2 separate regions of the Sus scrofa genome follow, and region 1 is linked to region 2. A link is a contact called in public HiChIP or PLAC-seq data. All regions are on one chromosome and are shown on one strand. Each heading gives the region's core, a stretch centred on a gene start, on an enhancer-like site or on the middle of the called end of the contact. The rest is flanking DNA. Distances are from core to core; before and after follow the strand shown.

What was found. HiChIP or PLAC-seq counts read pairs in DNA pulled down with a chosen protein or histone mark.
Region 1: an H3K27ac HiChIP or PLAC-seq map of skeletal muscle shows a contact between it and region 2. The contact joins two enhancer-like sites. A contact is called at or near these places in 9 of 47 Hi-C or Micro-C datasets (alveolar macrophages, embryonic fibroblasts, fetal heart ventricle and 6 more) and 2 of 2 datasets of contacts at active chromatin or transcription factors (alveolar macrophages and skeletal muscle).

The regions. Positions count from the first base shown.
Region 1 is chr12:4,378,415-4,382,261 of Sscrofa11.1, reverse strand. No RefSeq gene overlaps it. Among named protein-coding and RNA genes, the nearest start is that of SEPT9, 33 kb to the right of the region's middle. Within about 2 kb of position 1,296, at least 38 of the 83 cell types and tissues checked have an H3K27ac peak or open chromatin away from gene starts, as enhancers often do. A contact at or near this core is called in alveolar macrophages, fetal liver, liver and 2 more, where this site is marked.
Region 2 is chr12:4,291,198-4,294,679 of Sscrofa11.1, reverse strand. All of the region lies in intron 3 of SEPT9 (septin-9), which reads left to right. It overlaps LOC106504796 (basic proline-rich protein-like), which reads left to right. Exons shown (of 2, transcript XR_002336965.1): 2 at 1-620. LOC110255962 (a long non-coding RNA gene) reads right to left here. Exons shown (of 2, transcript XR_002336966.1): 2 at 3,308-3,482. Among named protein-coding and RNA genes, the nearest start is that of SEPT9, 55 kb to the left of the region's middle. Within about 2 kb of position 1,964, at least 30 of the 83 cell types and tissues checked have an H3K27ac peak or open chromatin away from gene starts, as enhancers often do. A contact at or near this core is called in alveolar macrophages, fetal liver, liver and 2 more, where this site is marked.

The DNA of each region.
Region 1 (3,847 bases), core at 47-2,546, 88 kb before region 2:
GGGGTGGGGGAGGGAAAGCCCAGGGTCAAAGCTGTGCTCAGCAGCTGCACCAACCACAGCAAGAAAATCCAGCGCCTGTGCAGCAGCCAGCGCCCGCGGGAGGTAGTCGGGGTGGCAGGCTCCTCGGCCTGGCCCAGCCTGCTGTCCTCCTCCCCACGCCCCCCATGGCCTGGCCTGGGTCTGCCAGCTCCTGGGGCCTTCCTGGACCTGCTCCCTGCAGCGGGAATTGGTACTGGGGAGTCCCCTATGGCATTAGAGGGGTTTCTTCTTTATACGTGTTCTATAGTTGCTAAATTTAATACACTGCATATATACTACATTTATAATCAGATAAGACAATAGGATTTTATTTTTTCGAAATCAGAAAAGAGGTTAAATCAGTCAAAACCCTTTCATGATTCCCATTGTTCTAACTCAGCGCCTGTCGGGGGTTGGTGGAATGCGATGTTTTAGAATGAAGTGAAATCATACAGGGGGGTCTGTGGTGCCTCTTGGAGAGTCCTGTGGCGGCTGTGACAAATGACCGCCACCTTGGTGGCTTAAATCAACAGAAATCTGTCCTCTCACAGTTCTGGAGGCCGGAAGTCTGAAGTCCAGGTCGCAGCAGGGCCTGTTCCCCCCAGAGGCTCTGGGGGAGAAGCTGTTCCCTGCCTCTTCCAGTTTCTGGGGGCCGCCCGCCTTCTGGGCTTGTGGCTTGTCCCTCTAGTCTTCAAGGCCAGCATCTTCAGTCTCTCTGCTCTGTCTGTGCACCCCTCGTGTGTGTGTGTGTGGCAGGGGGATCTCCCTCTGCCCCCTCTTCGGAGATGGCGTTAAGGACCCAGGACAGTCTCATGATCCTTCATTTAATTCCACCTGCAACTGGACTCTTTCTCCACATAAGGTCGCGTTGACAGGTGCTGGGGTTAGGCGGTGAGAACTCTGGGGCCGTTATTCAGCCTCCCGCAGTGCCCCCAGAGCCCCTGGGTCCTCCTTGGCTGGATCTCTGTCCCCACCTTCCCTCGCAGCATAGGCAGCTGTCCTCCAGGCTCTGCTGGGGGTGGGGGTTGCTGTTTGGTGTCTCCCGGAAGATGTCACCCCCACCTCCTCGCAGCTGCCCCGTACACACTCACAAGAAGATGCCATGCTACCTAGGAGATTGCTTTGGGGACTGAGCCTGGTCAAGAGGGGACAAGGACTTTGTGCCATCCAACAGAGAACTGTGCATGGGCCTCTTGTGACACAGCCCATGTGACTGTGGGGCGGGAGGGACTGCAAACTCAGAGGCCACCTGGGGGAGGGGCCGGCAAATAATGAAAATGAGTCAAGGGACTGTGGGAACCACAGCAAACCAGAAAACGTGGCTTCATCTAAAGGGGTAGCACCCTTCCAACCAGCCCGGTAGGCTCGTCCGGGCAGGAAGCTCCGTCCACGTGGCCGTATGCCCTCCCTTTCCCGAGAGAAGCGGAAAACCTGGAGCCCTCGGTGAAATTGCCCACGCGCCCGACTTTGGCACGAATGCGCGTTTTCTTTGAACAGGGTCAGGCGAAGAAAACCCGTTTCTGTGTCTCAGGCAGAGGGCTGCCAGTTTGAACCCTCGCGGTGAAGGAAGCTTAAAGACAGAGGGGATCCCCCCAACCCGCCCCCCCAGCCCAGCCCCCAGCCCAGCCCCCAGTCCTCACTCTGACCACGTGCTGGCCCCTCATGTCGCCAGGTGAACCACGGGGAGCAGCACTGAGCCCCCAGCCTGGCCTGGCCCCGTGTCCCCGCCCAGAGAGGCGCTGAGTCTGGGGAAGTCGGTGGCAAAGGAGCTGCGCTCGCTCCCCGGGACAGCTGGAGACTCACTGACTCATGAGCGTGTGGTAGGAATCTTCCAGGAAGTCTCCATCCCTCGCTCCCTCCACTTGGGCGGGACGGCCAGCTGCCTCTGTCACCGCGGCTGAAGGGACACCCGGGTGTCTGCAGGGGTGACTTCTCCGGGCTCATCCCCCTCAGGTGTCCTCCTGGCCGGTCCCCCGGCCGCCGGCCTGGGGTGCGGCTGCCCCTCCTTCCAGCTGGGTCGGAGTTGGGGTGACTGGCCGAGGTCGGGGGCGGGCAGGCAGCAACCAGGCTTTTTAAACCAAAGGAAATCGCGGCATCGCGGGGCGAGGGGGCGGGAGTGAAAGACTTCGCAAGTCGCCAGGAATTTGACTCTCTGAGCTGGTTTCCAAGAGGCTTAAGTGAAGCTTCTCCAAGTGGATATTAAAAAGGAGCAGCGAGAGGAGAGGAGCGCGGGGCGGAGGGGCTGGAGGGGGTGGAGAGAAGGCCGGAAGCCGCGCCGCACCTCTGGAGCCACCGCGCACAAAGCCCCGCCAGCCGGCGGTCCTCGCCCGCCCGGAGGACCCTGGAGCCCCCGGCGAGCTTTTCAAGGCCCACGTCCCGCCCGCGCTCCCGCCTCTCCTTCTCCTTCTTCTTCTTCCTTTTTTTTTTTTTTTTTAAATTTTCTCTCCTTCGCTCCCTTTCCTCTCGATTCAAAGAGACAATGCTACTTCAGTTTGGAGCACAGACATATGATCAGCACATGGAAATGTGGTAATTTGGATGCATTCGTGATTGCAACAGATTGAAGAAATTAGACCAGACAAAGAGTTTTGGAGGAGGAGGCGGCAGAAGAGGGAGGGCGCCGGGGTGAGAAAGGGGAGGACGCCTCTGGAAGAGGGGACGCCGGGACTCCCGCCTGCTGCTAAATATACCCGGAGTGATGGAGAGAGACCGGATCACAGGTAGGCAAGCGGCCCTGCCCCTCCGCCAGCCCTTCCCCCAACTCACAGCTCTCTTTGCCCTTCGGGACTTCGGCACTCAGGGGTCTCTGACTCACTTTTGTGGGTATCTTTCTCTTTCTCTGACTCTCCGAGGTCCTGGGACCTAATGCCCGGAAGAGGATGCTTTGCTGAGTCTGGCTTTTATTTGAGTTCGCTCTCCCTCCCTCCCTCTTTCTCTTTCATTTCCCACTGTGCCACTTTGGCATCTTACGATGCCGTGGGCGCCGAGACTGTGGGCACTGAAGTCTGGGAAAGGGTGGGGGGACCTGCTTCTGGCACTGGGGGTCTGGGGCGGCGGCACGGGGAGACCGGCGGTGGTTTGTTTGTCCACCGTGTGGTTTGCGTGTTCACTGCCAGCCAAAGTCCGGCTTCAAGGCCGTCTTGGTCTCCTTCCTGAAATAGCATTTGGTGCCTTCCCGGGAGTTGATTACAGGGCTGGGAGCTCCTGGTGCCCAGAGGAGACGTGCAGATGCCTCTGTGTGTGTGCGTGTGTGCGCGCGCGTGTTCGTGCGCACGCATGCATGCCCACGCGTGTGTGCGCACGCATCGCATGGCAGAGAGACCTGGTCCTGTACTGCAGGAAGCTTGGGGGGGTTAACCGGGGTGACTCCCGCTTGAGGATGTTGGTGTCACTCAGATCCGGGGCTCCCTGGATGGGGGAGGGGTAGTGATGACCACGGCCACCGAGGGGAGCTTTAGGACAGAAAGCTCTGGGCTGTGGGCTCCGCTCAGCCTGGGCAGAATCACTGTTTAAAACATCTGAATATCATGTTGGGGCAAGGAGTGAGGGCAGACGGCTGCTCCGGGGGCATTTCCAGGTCCTCGGGTTGGTCTCCGCGCCCCAGGTGTGATCTAGGCCAAGTGGTTCACGTTGGCGGCCCCCACAGAGCGGGCACAGAGTTATCCAGGCAGTGGTGGGGGGGGGGGGGCGCAACAAGTGGAGAGAAAGGAGGCCGCCCCTCCTAGGTCACCCCCAGTCGAAGCCTCTCTTTCCCAGGTCCGGCCTGCCCAGACCCTTCCGCCAGGCGTGGCGTCCTGCGTCGGCATCTGACACCACAGAGTAATCCCAG
Region 2 (3,482 bases), core at 715-3,214:
TGTTTGGGGCATTATTTCAGCAAAGGATGAGGTCGGGAGCTTGGCACCTAATGCCGACCTGGAGCGCCCCCACCTGGCGGCCCTCGCGCCTGACACCCGGAGAGACCTCCCCTGGGCGACACTGCTCATGGGGCCAGACACACGTCAAGGGTCTGGTTGTGTTGTTGCTGGTGCTGAGGATTCTGGGAGGAGGATGGGGGTCAGTGGGCTTGGAAGCGTGCCCAGGGCTACCGCTCAGCTACATAGTGTCCCACGTGCAGAATAACACGAGTTGGCTGCAGATGAGTTAAGATGTCATCAAATACTTTCTGACACATTGTTGATTTAATGAGAGCTTCGCCAGAGGAAAAAGAAATGTGTATTGAAGGTGCCTGCAAGGGGAAGATGCCACCTGACAGTGGGGGCGGGGGGAGTTCTTCTTAGAAAGGAGGAAATGGGGCTTTCCTGCCACCGAGTCCCACAAATATTTATCAGGGCTGCTTCCTAGGCGACCGGGAGGGGGTGAGTAAGTCAGCCAGGCAAGTGCACCAGGTCAGGGTATGAGGCGGGAAGCACAAAATGGGGGTAGTGGTCACATCTGATGGAGGGACATCTGGAGGGCCTCCTGGAGGAAGTGACTTTTTTTTTTTTTTTTTTTTTTTTTTTGCTTTTTAGGGCCACACCTGCAGCATATGGACGTTCCTAGGCTAGGGGTTGAATCGAAGCTGTAACTGCCAGCCTATACCACAACCGCAGTGGCGCAGGATCTGAGCCGCGTCTGCGAGCAAGTTCAGGGATTGCACCTGCATCCATCCTCACGGATACTAGTTGGGTTCGCTACCGCTGAACCACGACGGGAACGCCGCGGCAGTGACTTTTTAACAGGGAGGTTTAGATGGGGTTTGGGAGACTGCGGGGCCTGGATGAAGACCTAGGGTCCTAAGAACACTGAACGCGGTAGAGATGTGCTGGCAGGGAGGCGGTCAGGACCAGAGGCGGCCCTGGGGTCACGGCTAAAGCTGGTTGCCGGGGTGAGGCCAGCCGCTCCATTCCCTGCAGAGACTGAGACGGGGCCTCCGTGTGCTCGGAACCCCTGCCCTGGGGGACGAGGAGACAGAGTGGCTGGGGACGTGCCCTCCTGGGAGGGGTGGTTAACGCAGGTCTCAGGCTGCCCCCGAGGTCACTCCGGCGGGGGGACTGGAGGTTGACCAGGAGAACCTTTCCAGGAGGTCGGTTTTAGCAGTGAAATGGTCCGAAGCCAGACGGCAAAGGTGAAGAAGTGAGTGGGTGCTGGGGAGAGAGAAGCCACAGTGTAGACCAACTGTGAGGAGGTCAGGTTGAATGTTCAGAGAGGAAGTGAGTCTGGGCCAGAGGAAGGGGAGGCAGCCTCGGTTTTGAGCTGAGGGCAGCCGACCGTTCTCTCTGGTTGAGTTGAAAAGAAACCGGAAGAAAGCAAGCTCTCAACCCAGTGTGACAGCAACGAGCACGGCTCTGCTGCTGCAGTCGCTGTGGGGGCAGGGCCCCTCTGTCCCCCTGCATGTTGGGTCTTCACGCGGGGCTTTGGGGGCCCCCCAGGGACAGTGGGGGCTTATGAGAGCGCCAGCACCTTTCTGAGGCCCGCCTGCCTCTCGCGCAGAGGCTCCCTGGGGGCGTGTGGCTGCCTGTGCTCCCTGCCCAGGTCAGCCCCCAGACCCACACTGCAGCGGCCTGGCCCTTCCCCCGGCCTCCTGTGCGGGAGCCCAGCGACCTGCCCACAGAGGAGAGGGAAGGACGTTTTTCTTGGCACTTGGCGAGGAACATCTGCTGCGTCCCGTGGGGCTTTGCTGGCGGGGTGGGTGGGAAGGGAGCTGGCAGGAGGGCTGAGCTTTGCGCTCACAACCAGGCTTGGCAGGAGAAACGTCCGGGACCTGTGACCTGGGGTGGGGGCAGTGCGTGTGCGTGTGCATGAGAGAGAGAGGGAGGCAGGATGCTATGTAGCCACTTCCTCTCTTCTGAGGATGCTGCTGATGCTAGCGCCACTGCCTCGGGCGTCACACATGGCCCTGCAGGACGGGGCTGGCCACTCCCTTGGAGGCTGCTGGGCTCTGCACCCAGTTAGTCCAGCTGGAGGAGGGAGCCCGATGCCCCTCTGTGCCTCCCGGAGTAGGATCTTGCTTCAGGACAGCTGACCAGGGCCGCTGCCCCCCCCCCCCCCAACACTGCGACCATTTCTGCTGGGGGCTCTTGAGGGAGGGGTGGGCTCCGCTCGGGCGCGGTTGGAAACGACTCCCAGCGCCCTTGTCAGGACACGATGGGACTCCCTCCTCTCCGCTGCATGTCAGCTGGTGCCCAGCCGGGGGGCTCCCTCTGCTTGCCAGGGTGAGTCTAGCCCCTCCCCAAATCTGACGTAGGCCCCTTCGGGTCTGGGAAGGATGCTGCTCACAGATGCACGGCCTGGAGCCAGTTCCCTTCCAGCCCTTCATCTGTGCAAGAAGCCCCCAAGTGGAGTTCCCATCGTGGCTCAGTGGTTAATGAGCCCGACTAGTATCCATGAGGATGCAGGTGCAAACCCTGGCCTCACTCAGCGGGCTAAGAATCCGGCATTGCCATGAGCTGTGGTTTAGGCAGCAGGCACGGTTCGGATCCTGTGTTGCTCTGACTGTGCCACAGACCGGCAGCTACAGCTCCGATTTGACCGCTAGCCTGGGAACCTCCATATGTCCCGAGTGTAGCCCTAAAAAGATGAAGGAAGGAAGGAAGGAAGGAAGGAAGGAAAGAAAAGCGAGCAAGCCCCGAACTTACACAGGTCACGTTCCAGACTGTGAGGCTGTGTGATTTTCCATGGCTGCTGTAGCAAATTAGCACACACTCAGTGGCTTAAAGCCACAGGGATGTATTCTCTGACAGTTCGGGGGTCAGCAGGCTGAAATCGGGGTCGCTGGGCTAGGTCAAGGTGTCGACAGGGCTGGCTCCGTCTAGAGGCTCCAGGGGGGGAAATCTGTCCTCGCTTCCTCCAGCCTCTGGTGGCTGCTGCTGTCCCTTGGCTTGTGGCCGCCTCACTCCACCACCCTGCCTCCGTCATCCTGCAGTCCCTCTCTCTGGGTTCTTCAAGCTTCCCTCTGCATCCCTCCCCCAAGGACCCTGTGGTTACATTTGGGGTCCCCCCAGATCACAGGGTGCCCTCTGCATCTCAGTCCTTCATCACCGCCCTGCCCTCAAGGTGCCACTCACAGGCTCCAGGAGGAGGGGGCGTGATCCCGTCTCCCACCCGGCTCGCTGTTTGTCCCGGGGCCCTTCTGGTTTTAAGGCGGACAACAGGAAAACAAATGGGCTCCAGGGAAAAAAGGGACCCGTTAAATTCTCTCTTCTTTAATCTACCGCAAACACATGCACATGGTTGCACAACCATCACCGCTGTGTTCACTTCCAGAACGTTTTCATCACATGGAAAGGAAACCCCACGTCCGTGAAGCAGTCGCGCGGCATCCCCCCGCCTTGGCAACCACCGCTTTCTGTCTCTATAG